3 separate regions of the Sus scrofa genome follow, and regions 1 and 2 are each linked to region 3. A link is a contact called in public Hi-C and HiChIP or PLAC-seq data. All regions are on one chromosome and are shown on one strand. Each heading gives the region's core, a stretch centred on a gene start, on an enhancer-like site or on the middle of the called end of the contact. The rest is flanking DNA. Distances are from core to core; before and after follow the strand shown. Region 1 holds the start of OXA1L (mitochondrial inner membrane protein OXA1L). Region 2 overlaps OXA1L (mitochondrial inner membrane protein OXA1L). Region 3 holds the start of LRP10 (LDL receptor related protein 10).

Region 1 (3,033 bases), core at 143-2,642, 110 kb before region 3:
CCTACACTATAGCTCACAGAAACACGATCCTTAACCCACTGAGCAAGGCCAGGGATCAAACCCACATCTGCATGGATGCTAGTCGGGTTCATTACCACAGAGCCACATTGGGAACTCCCTGATTTTTCAAAGTAACTTTAAGAATACCGTTTACGGAGTTCCCGTCGTGGCACAGTGGTTAACGAATCCGACTAGGAACCATGAGGTTGCGGGTTCGGTCCCTGGCCTTGCTCAGTGGGTTAACGATCCTGCGTTGCCGTGAGCTGTGGTGTAGGTCGCAGACGTGGCTAGGATCCTGCGTTGCTGTGGCTCTGGCATAGGCTGGCGGCTACAGCTCCGTGATTAGACCCCTAGCCTGGGAACCTCCATATGCTGCGGGAGCGGCCCAATGAAATAGCAAAAAGACAAAAAAAAAAAAATCGTTTATGATAGTATCCAACATACTTGACTGATAGGTAATACCCCCAAATTACTACTAAATCTGTATCATATTCCTTTGCCTTTTTTTTTTTTAAACCATTCCTGTCAGGTACATTTATAATCAGCCTAAACTAGCAATGATTGAAAGCATTTTGGGCTATCACATCTTTCCTAAAGCTACACTTTGTTATTCCAAAAGCACTCTGCTGTTTGAGAGGCTTTATAGGGTTTCTCACATAGTCAACTCCTATCTTTCTAAGCAGTACTTTTTTCCCCCCTTTAGAAGAAAGGAACTTTACCTCATATATCTCCAGAAATGATTTCAGTTTCAAGAACCCAAGCAACAGAGACTTAAGAGTCTAGACAACAAAGACCTTTATTTATGGTACACAACAAAATCTAGAATTAGGTGGTTCCAAGCTTGCTGCAGCAGCCCAGTGACATCATCAGCGTTCTTCTATCTTTCCATACAACCACCTTCAGCAGGTTACCTTTCAGCATCTTTAAAGACTTGCCCCTCTGGAGTTCCCTTTGTGGTTTAGTAGGTTAAGAACCTGACATAGAGTCCATAAGGATGCAAGTTTGATCAATGACCTCACTCAACGGGTTGAGGATCCTGTGTTGCCACAGGTCTGCAGCTGCAGGTCTGATTCATCCCCTAGCCCACAGGTGCAGCCGTTAAGTACAAGAAAAAAAAAGATGTAAAGATTTATGCCCTCAGTGTCACAAGATTCTCCTCAACCAGACCCTACTGGGGGAAAGGAAAAGGGAAGTATGGCATCTCCTTTTAAGCTTTGTCTGGGAGATATATATTTCCCTCAATTTCTGTCAAACTCCAGACCACTCTCAAATTTCACTTTATCTGCGATTGCAATATTATCTAGCAACAAGAATTGAACATCACTGGGCAAGAAAAACCCACTCCAAGTACAGCCAAGACCTGACGTGGCGAGGACGCTTTTTAACTTAACAAATCACAGAAGAATCGCAAATTTAGAGGACGAAGGAAAAGCCCCCAGGATCACGCAGCCATTAACGAAAGCCTGTTAGAAGGCTCTGAACTTCAATCTCGGGAGAACACCCTCTGCGAGATCTTGTTAAAGCAGCTCTGTGTCCTCTTACCCTCTTCAAATATGGCCGCCAAGCTCCAGTTTCCTTTACCTCCTGAGCCTGCTGGCAGCTGTGGCTTAACGCCCACTTCCAAAAGGGCCTCCTCTCGCGAGACTGCGGTTCTGAGTGCGCAGGCGCAAACGCAAGCCCTTTCTCCGGCGAGATGGCGATGGGGTTGATGTGCGGACGCCGGGAGCTTCTGCGCTTGCTACAGCCTCAGCGTCAAGTAAGGACACCCCGAGACTGAGCTCTGATGCCACCCTATCCCTGTGACGAGCCAGGGGTGACTCGTGCTGTGTGCATGAATGAGTAGGCCCACACCTCACTGGGACTTGCGTCTCCTGACCTCAGGTCACAGGAGGACGCGGTAGGGTTACGTCCCCAACCCTACGGGCTCAACAGCCGGGTCTCCTGGTCTGTTCCCAGAAACAGGCGTCATCCCTTCCAAGGAAACCTCAGCCTGAAACTCTGGGCCACTGGGTGGCTCTGAGGTAGCTGAAATGCAGGACTCGCTGATTATATGCCTTCACACTCGCAGTCTGAGCGCAAGGAGTAGCAATGTCCTCACCTGTGGTAGCGGACTGCCTTTTTCTTGGAAGGGTGGGGGCGGAGCGTAACTATTGACTTATCTCGGTAAAAGGACTACATCCTTCTTTTACCCACTCAGTTCCACAGCGTCGCAGGGCTCCGCCAATGGCCACGGAAGCCGCTGACACCCGGGCTCCGGTTCCCAGCCGGCCGGCGCTGCGGACACCCACATTATGTCCTCCTCGCGGCCCCAGGCCCCCGGGGCCTCAGTACCTCTGCCATATTTTATGCAGAAGCCCAGGTAAGTGACGTTTCGACCCAGCAGCGTTAGGAGTGGTGCTGGTTTCTTGATTTGTTTTTAATCCTGTTTTGACTGGGGGAATCGTGGAGCACTCCATCTAGCTTGGGATAGGTTTTCAAATCAGTAGGGAAATGATTGAGAGTACTGAAGGAGAGACTTCATTATGTACCAGGTGTTTCCACAATGATGGCAAGCCATTGATAGTGGTATGAAATGTGATTCTGTGTATGTATTAAAAATTATAACTTGAGTTCCCGTCGTGGCGCAGTGGTTAACGAATCCAACTAGGAACCATGAGGCTGCCGGTTCGATCCCTGGCCTTGATCAGTGGGTTAAGGATCCGGCGTTGCCGTGGACTGTGGTGTAGGTCGTAGACGCGGCTCCGATCCCACGTGGCTGTGGCTGTGGCATAGGCCGGTGGCTGCAGCTCCGATTAGACCCCTAGCCTGGGAACCTCCACATGCTGTGGGAAGCGGCCCTAGAAAAGACCAAAAAAAAAAAAAAGTCTAACTTGAATATCAAGTATGGACAAAAAAAAAAAATGTCACTTGCTATGTAAGTAAACAAAGGATGTTACTGCCATCAAGCCATCTGAGGTCACCCCCAAGTGTGCACCCTGAAGGGATTCAAGATAGAAAGAAACCCAATACTGGCCCTGGATAGTTAAGGTACAT
Region 2 (3,050 bases), core at 241-2,740, 82 kb before region 3:
GTTTCTTTTAGATGTGGGACGTTTTCCTTTCTTTCTTTTTGCTTTTTACGGCTGCACTTGCGGCATATGGAGGTTCCCAAGCTAGGGGTCCAATCAGAGCTGCAGCTGTCAGCCTACACCACAGCAACGCAGGATCTGAGCCACATCTGCGGCCTATACCACAACTCATGGCAACGCTAGATACTTAACCCACTGAGTGAAGCCAGGGATCCAACCCACAACCTCATAGTTCCTAGTCGGATTCATTTCCATTACACCATGACGGGAACTCCCAGGTACGGAAAGTTTTCAGCCATAATTTCTTCAAATGTATTTTCAATCCCCTTTTCTTTTTCTTCTCCTTCTGGAATCCCAATTATATGTAGATAATTATATTATCCTATAGATCTCTTATATTGCTTTTATGTTTTTTCATTTGGTTTTCTGTCTGCTGTCCTGATTGGGTGATTTCCATTATACTATCTTCCAAGTCACTTATTCATTCTTCTGCATTATTCAGTCTGCTCTTCAGTGCCTTTAGCTCAGCTTGTGTCTCTGAAAATGAATTTTCTCATTTTTCTTGGCTCCTTATATTTTCTAGTTCCTTTCTAAAGTAATCTGCATTACTGTTCATACCTGCTCTTAAGTCATGCAATATTTTCATTTGTTTCTTTTTGCTGTTTAGGGCCGCACCCGCGGCATATGGAGGTTCCCAGGCTAGGGGTCAAATTGGAGCTACAGCTTCCTGCCCACACCACAGCCACAGCAATGCCAGATCCTTAACCTGCTGAGCCAGGCCAGGGATCAAACCCACATCCTCATGGATACTAGTTGGGTTCATTACCACTGAGCCACAACAGGAACTCCTTCTTCAGTATTTTCATTACCTACTTTTTGAACACCGTGTCTGTTAGACTGCAGAGGCCTCTTTCATCGTTTCTTCCTTCAGGGAAATTCTCCTTTTAGCTGGGAATGGGTCCTGTGCTCATTTTGCTTATAGTTTTCTTATTCTGAGTTTAAGGAAAACAGTTATCTACTATAGTCTTAGAGGGTTATTTATATATAGAGTGCTCTTGGATAGTTTGTGAGGGCTTACTGTTTTTTTGGTTTGTATTTTGGTATGAGGGCTTTCTTTGGTTTGGATGCTTGCTGTCACTTTCTTCGATATGTACAAGCTGTTATCCCCTTGATTGGGGGTATGCCAGTGTACAGCCTGTGTGTGCTTCCAGATGAGGGCAATAGGCAGGGCCTCTAGCCAATGCCTTGTTGCTGGGCCTTTGACAGTGGTGAGGACCTGCAGGGAGGTGAGGGCAAAGGCTGCTCCTGGTTGCCATGGCCCTGGGCAGTGGCAGGGATGCTCAAGGAGGTAGAGACAGCTCCCAGAGCCTTTGACAGCAGTGAGGCAGGGCATGTGTGTTCCCAGGGGAGTGAGGGCAATGGGTGGTACTTGGTTGCAGTGCCCTCCTTGGCAGGTGACTGGGGCCACAGGTGGTACCTCTTCATGGGACACAGTAGTGGTGATGAACCACCCCCACCTCTGGAGTCTGAGATGGCTGTCCATACAAGAGGTGCCCCACTGCCCAAGAACCCACAGATGCCCAGAGAAAGATGTTCTTATGGTGGTCCTGCCCCTCCTTCTCTCACTCCTCCCAACAGTGGTGCCTTGCTTCTCCTTCAGGCCCAGGACTCCTCTTGTACTCACTCTGCTGTGATGCTCCACTTCCCAGCCCTTTCAGGGAGAGCCAACCCTAGTCCTCTCCCTGGAACTGACCCAAGTCTCAGCATCCAGCCCCCACCTTTGTGTTGTGGTGTCCCAAGCAGTGGTATCAGTGGTCTGTGCATCTCTCTTGGCTTTGCCCTCCTCAGTCCCGGTGCTGCACTTTAAGCTTTTTCTCCGAGACTTTGAGGTTCCCTGTCTGTCCTAGCTCTTTCTCCTTTCACAGCTCCCTCTCAGGAGTGATGGTCCCATGTTAATTCCTGTTTTCTCTTTTTTTTTTTCTTTTCTACCCCCACCCCACCACCCCTTTTTGCTCTGGAGGGTTTCTTGCCCTTTTTGGAGGTCTCGGGTCTCCTGCCAGAGTTCAGTAGATGTTCTGTGTAAATCGTTCTACAAGTGTATGGGTTTTGAGGAGTGTGTTTATGTGGTTTTTTGTTTTGGGGTTTTTGTTTGTTTTTTGTTTTTTGTTTTTTTCTCGCTTCTTAGGGCCACACCTGTGGCAGATGGAGGTTCCCAAGCTAGGAGTCGAATTGGAGCTACAGCTGCCAGCCTACACCACAGTCATAGCAACAAGGGATCTGAGCCACGTCTGTGACATACACCACAACTGACAGCAACGCTGGACCCTTAACCCACTGAGTGAGGCCAGGGATTGAACCTGTGTCCTCATGGATACTAGTCAGATTCATTACCGCTGGGCCACAACAGGAACTCCTGTTGTGGGGGGGTTCGATGTGTTTGTGTGAGAAGGTGTCAGGTTTTACTCCTCCACCATCTTGATCCCCTTTCTCCTTGATCCCGTACTACCTTTTCTCCTTCTTTTTGTAGATACTATTTAAAAGAGTGTTCTGGGCGAGTTCCCATTGTGGCACAGCTTAACTCCCGTCTCTTTCCACTCCACACCATCCACCGTAATGTCAGTAAAGCCTAAAGCTCTTATCTCCCCCTGGCCTTTTCTCAATCCAGGCCCACTTGCTTATCTATAGATACATAAACTAAATAAATAGTTGTTGGAATGATCAGGAATGTGAAGTGTAAGAAAAGAAATAGGAAGAAACTAAAGCAGTAGACCACCAGATTACCTCCTACTCCAGAGATTTCTAAGGACAGTGGCTTTCATTCTTCATTCTTGGGAGCCCCAGCCATCTATAAAAGTGCTTCTGCATAAAGCAAAGGCCAGAGCTTGAACAATCCTGTAGTCAGACTATCTCCTCACCCAGGGCAGCTTGATTTTATTTGTTATGTATATTGGGGTTCCACTTAAGAGTTGAGGCAAAAAGGGTTCCATTGGTTATAGAAAAGTTTAGAAACCACTGATCTAGAAAAGTGGCTTCTGTCACCTACCTTTTTGTTC
Region 3 (3,358 bases), core at 561-3,060:
GAAGCTAAAATGAAGTCTTAAGAGTTCCAGGCATTCTCCAAGTCCCAGTACACAGCATAGAGGATTCAGCCACCACTCAACTAAAAACTCCATGATTGCTTTCGGGACGTAAATATTTTTAATTTCCCCAACCTCTTTGTCCTACTTCCTTTATTCAACATTCTCCTCCCATATTTAGGGTTCTGTTTCTCCTCTCGTCAATCTCAAGGGCTGCAGTAGGAAGCATAGAGACCCAGGAACCAAGTTTCCTTGGCATGGGACTGAGGGCCAAGTGAAAGAAGAGCCTTTTTATGGCCAAGTCTATGGCCCTGCTGAGATCCCAGTTTTGAACACATCAAAACTGATGGCAACAACAAATGTCATGAACAGAAAACTGTTTGTAGAGAGGAGAGAGTGGTAAGGCTCTGAATGAACTCTGTCCAGAGTCAGATCACCCAGGTTCTCTAGCTCTCTCTGTTTCAACATTTACTAGATCCATGATCTTGGGCAATACTAAACTTCTCTGTGCCTAAGTTTCCCTATCTGTAACATGTGAGTAACAATAATAACTACCTCACAAGATGGTGGAGAGAAGTAAAAGAGCAAATATTTGAAAAGTGCTTAGATTTATGCCTGAAATGTGAAAAAAAGCTCAAAAAGTATTTGCTATTATTGTTGTTTACTATTATTACCTATAAGTGCCACAGGGAATCGGTAACCCCAAGCCCACCTAAATCAGAAATAACTCCTGTAACTAATAATAATCATTGTAAGCAGGTATGAAGCACTTCCTAGATGCTCAACTTACATCATCTCCCTAAATGATGACAACAACCTTAAGAAGTATTGTGCCATTATTAACTCCATTTAACAGAGTTAATGCACAGAGAGGTGAAATGATTTTCTCAAGGTCACATAGCCTGCAAATAGCCAAGGTACAATTATTCGTTTATTGAGTTACTGTGTCTCAGCAGGAGAGAAGCCTTGTGGGTGCAAAGGTAAACAGTCTAGGCCTCAACCTACAGGAAGTTTCAGTTTCCACAGAAGGGGCGGGGCGGGGGCGGGAAAGACGAGTAAACAAATATTTATAACACCGGGTAGTAATTGCTGTAATAGAGGCTCACGACAAAAAGTGTTACCGGATGTCAGACACCGGGACAAGAAAAGTACTGAGAGCTTAAGGAGCCAAAGGAAAGACATAACAATTATGGAATATGCAATTGTCTTCTGACAAATGTGTCCTGTAACCCATGTGTTACACGGGAAGTACTAAACAAAGCAGAGTTACAAGTGGAGGCTGAGCGCCCTGAGAGCCCGAGGGACAAGGCGCGGTAGGACCTGAAAGGGGTTAAGATGGGAAGGTGGGCGTGGTAAGCGTTGATTGGCAGGGGTGGGGCCAGGCTCGTCACCCTCCCCCTCCTCCACCCGGGTTCCTCCAACCCCTGGGCTGGCTGGGGTACAGCCAGGGCGAGGGCTCGAGCGCTGGGCCGAGTCGCCAGTCCCCTCCTCCCCAGCTCCTCTACCCGCGTTCCGGGGCTGGAGGCGCTGGAGAAGTTGGGCAGCGCCCGGGCCGGCTCTGGGCGCTGACAGTCGGCAAAGTTTGGCCCGAAGAGGAAGTGGCCTCAAGCCTCGGCAGGTGGCGGCCAGGCCTGGACCCGGACGTTCGCGGCCTGCGGGCGGGCTCTAGGCGAGGGCGCGCCCCAGCGCTGGACTTCGAGCCAACTCCCTGGGCTTCGGGGGTCAGCCTCTGGAGAGAGCGCTGCGGCGGCCGGGGAGAACAACTCCAAAGTTGGCGAGAGGCACCGCCCCGGTTCCCGGGCCGCCGCCGCCCCCCACCAGCCCCCAGCCCTGGCATCCGGAGCCTCGGTCGAGGAGTCTGGGCCATGGAGCCCCCTCGGGGAGGCGGCACTGAGGAGCCAGGATACCCGGAGTGGCGCCGCCTCCCCACTGGGTAGACGATCGAAGCTCCGGGACTCTTCCTGCGCCTCGGGACGGCTCACGATGCTGCCGGCCATCCTTCTCCTCCTGGGTAAGAAATCGAAACGAGGCTACTCGCCCGGGACCCCGCTCCCAGGGCTGTCACCGCGCCCAGGTCCTCTAGCTCCCTTCCCCCTATGGGGCCTCTCACCCCTACCCTGTCCTCCCCTGCCCCGCGGCCCCTGCCGTCGCCTTGGTCGCTGCCTGCCCCAACCCTCGGGAAATCTACAGCCGCTCCCCTCGGCCCTCATACTCGCTCTGGCTTCCTTAGATCACCGTACCCATCCTACAAGCCGCACTGGAGGACCTTCCTTTGAGGTCACACACCGCTGCCTCCCCCTGTTCCACCACCCTTCTCGTAAACTACCCGGAAGCCGCCGATGGTTCCCTTTCCTCCTTGAGAAGCTCAGGTGGAGAAAACTCCGAAGTGTGACTCTTGCCCTTTCTCGCTCTTCCTCTAGGAGGCGCTCTGGCCCACCAAGACCGGATCCTTTTCCCAAATCATGGTGAGTAGAGGATGCCTCTGGGGTCCCATGGGCTTGGTAATGAGAGAGCACCCTAGAGAAAGACTCTCTTCCTTGACTTCCTCTGGTACCTTCCATAGTTTTCGAGTGGAGATCAGCCATCCTCTGTTTTACAGACAGAAACTGAAACCCAGCGTGGGCCCTCACTTGGTAGTTATGTACTATTTGCCCCCCCAATATCCATCCTTGATTCGCCTCGCCCAAATGTAATCTCCTTGAGGATAGAGATCGTATTTCCCGTTCCTCCTGGCCCAGTGGTTGGCACAAAGCAGACCTCATTTTGTTTGTGGTGTTGATACCTAAGGTGGAACAACGATGAGTGTGGTGAGAAGGGGAGCCCACTGACGACTCTGCCTCCAGAGTGTGTGTGGCTGGGAAGGGGGAGTTTCTGTGCTCCTTCTTGAAGAGCCCAGGCCCTTGGAAGCATGAAGCCTGGGGAGGAGTGGCATGGTAAGAGGCTCGCAACTGATGTCCTTACCTTCCTCTCTCCAGCCTGTGAGGACCCCCCAGCAGTGCTTTTGGAAGTGCAGGGCACCATACAGAGGCCCCTGGGCCGGGACAGCCGCATCTCCCCTGCCAACTGCACCTGGCTCATCCTGGGCAGCAAGGAGCAGACTGTAACCATCAGGTGAGAAGCGGGGCAAGACCCTATTCCTTTCCTCACCCTTCTTGCTCTACCGTGGAAAACCCTTCAGGGGTCACTTCTCCATGGTATTTCCATCCCTGTCAACTGGGAGAAGAATGAAATTAAATTTGGACTAATCTGCCCTAAAAGCCTGGCATGTTCTGGGCTGGACACAGTGAATTGGACCTGGGTTGGACTGGACACCTAGCTTGGGTCCTGCTGTCTCTGAAGGACAACAGTCACTCTATAAACA

The links. Hi-C and Micro-C count contacts between places; a contact is called where the count stands out from the background. HiChIP or PLAC-seq counts read pairs in DNA pulled down with a chosen protein or histone mark.
Region 1: a contact with region 3 is called in an H3K27ac HiChIP or PLAC-seq map of alveolar macrophages. The contact joins the promoter of OXA1L here to the promoter of LRP10 in region 3. A contact is called at or near these places in 3 of 47 Hi-C or Micro-C datasets (heart right ventricle, mesenteric adipose tissue and retroperitoneal adipose tissue) and 1 of 2 datasets of contacts at active chromatin or transcription factors (alveolar macrophages).
Region 2: a contact with region 3 is called in a Hi-C map of omental adipose tissue, with 2.9 times the contacts expected there. The contact joins the enhancer-like site here to the promoter of LRP10 in region 3. A contact is called at or near these places in 3 of 5 promoter capture datasets (fetal liver, fetal skeletal muscle and liver), 21 of 47 Hi-C or Micro-C datasets (alveolar macrophages, blood, embryonic fibroblasts and 11 more) and 2 of 2 datasets of contacts at active chromatin or transcription factors (alveolar macrophages and skeletal muscle).

Annotation. Positions count from the first base shown.
Region 1 is chr7:76,265,059-76,268,091 of Sscrofa11.1, reverse strand. It overlaps OXA1L (mitochondrial inner membrane protein OXA1L), which reads left to right and starts at 1,392. Exons shown (of 11, transcript XM_013978229.2): 1 at 1,392-1,593; 2 at 1,596-1,756; 3 at 2,198-2,359. The coding sequence starts at 1,392.
Region 2 is chr7:76,238,596-76,241,645 of Sscrofa11.1, reverse strand. All of the region lies in intron 4 of OXA1L (mitochondrial inner membrane protein OXA1L), which reads left to right. Among named protein-coding and RNA genes, the nearest start is that of OXA1L, 27 kb to the left of the region's middle. Within about 2 kb of position 1,490, at least 3 of the 83 cell types and tissues checked have an H3K27ac peak or open chromatin away from gene starts, as enhancers often do. A contact at or near this core is called in omental adipose tissue, where this site is marked.
Region 3 is chr7:76,156,957-76,160,314 of Sscrofa11.1, reverse strand. LRP10 (LDL receptor related protein 10) reads left to right here and starts at 1,810. Exons shown (of 7, transcript NM_001143715.1): 1 at 1,810-2,008; 2 at 2,418-2,462; 3 at 2,973-3,108. The coding sequence starts at 1,981.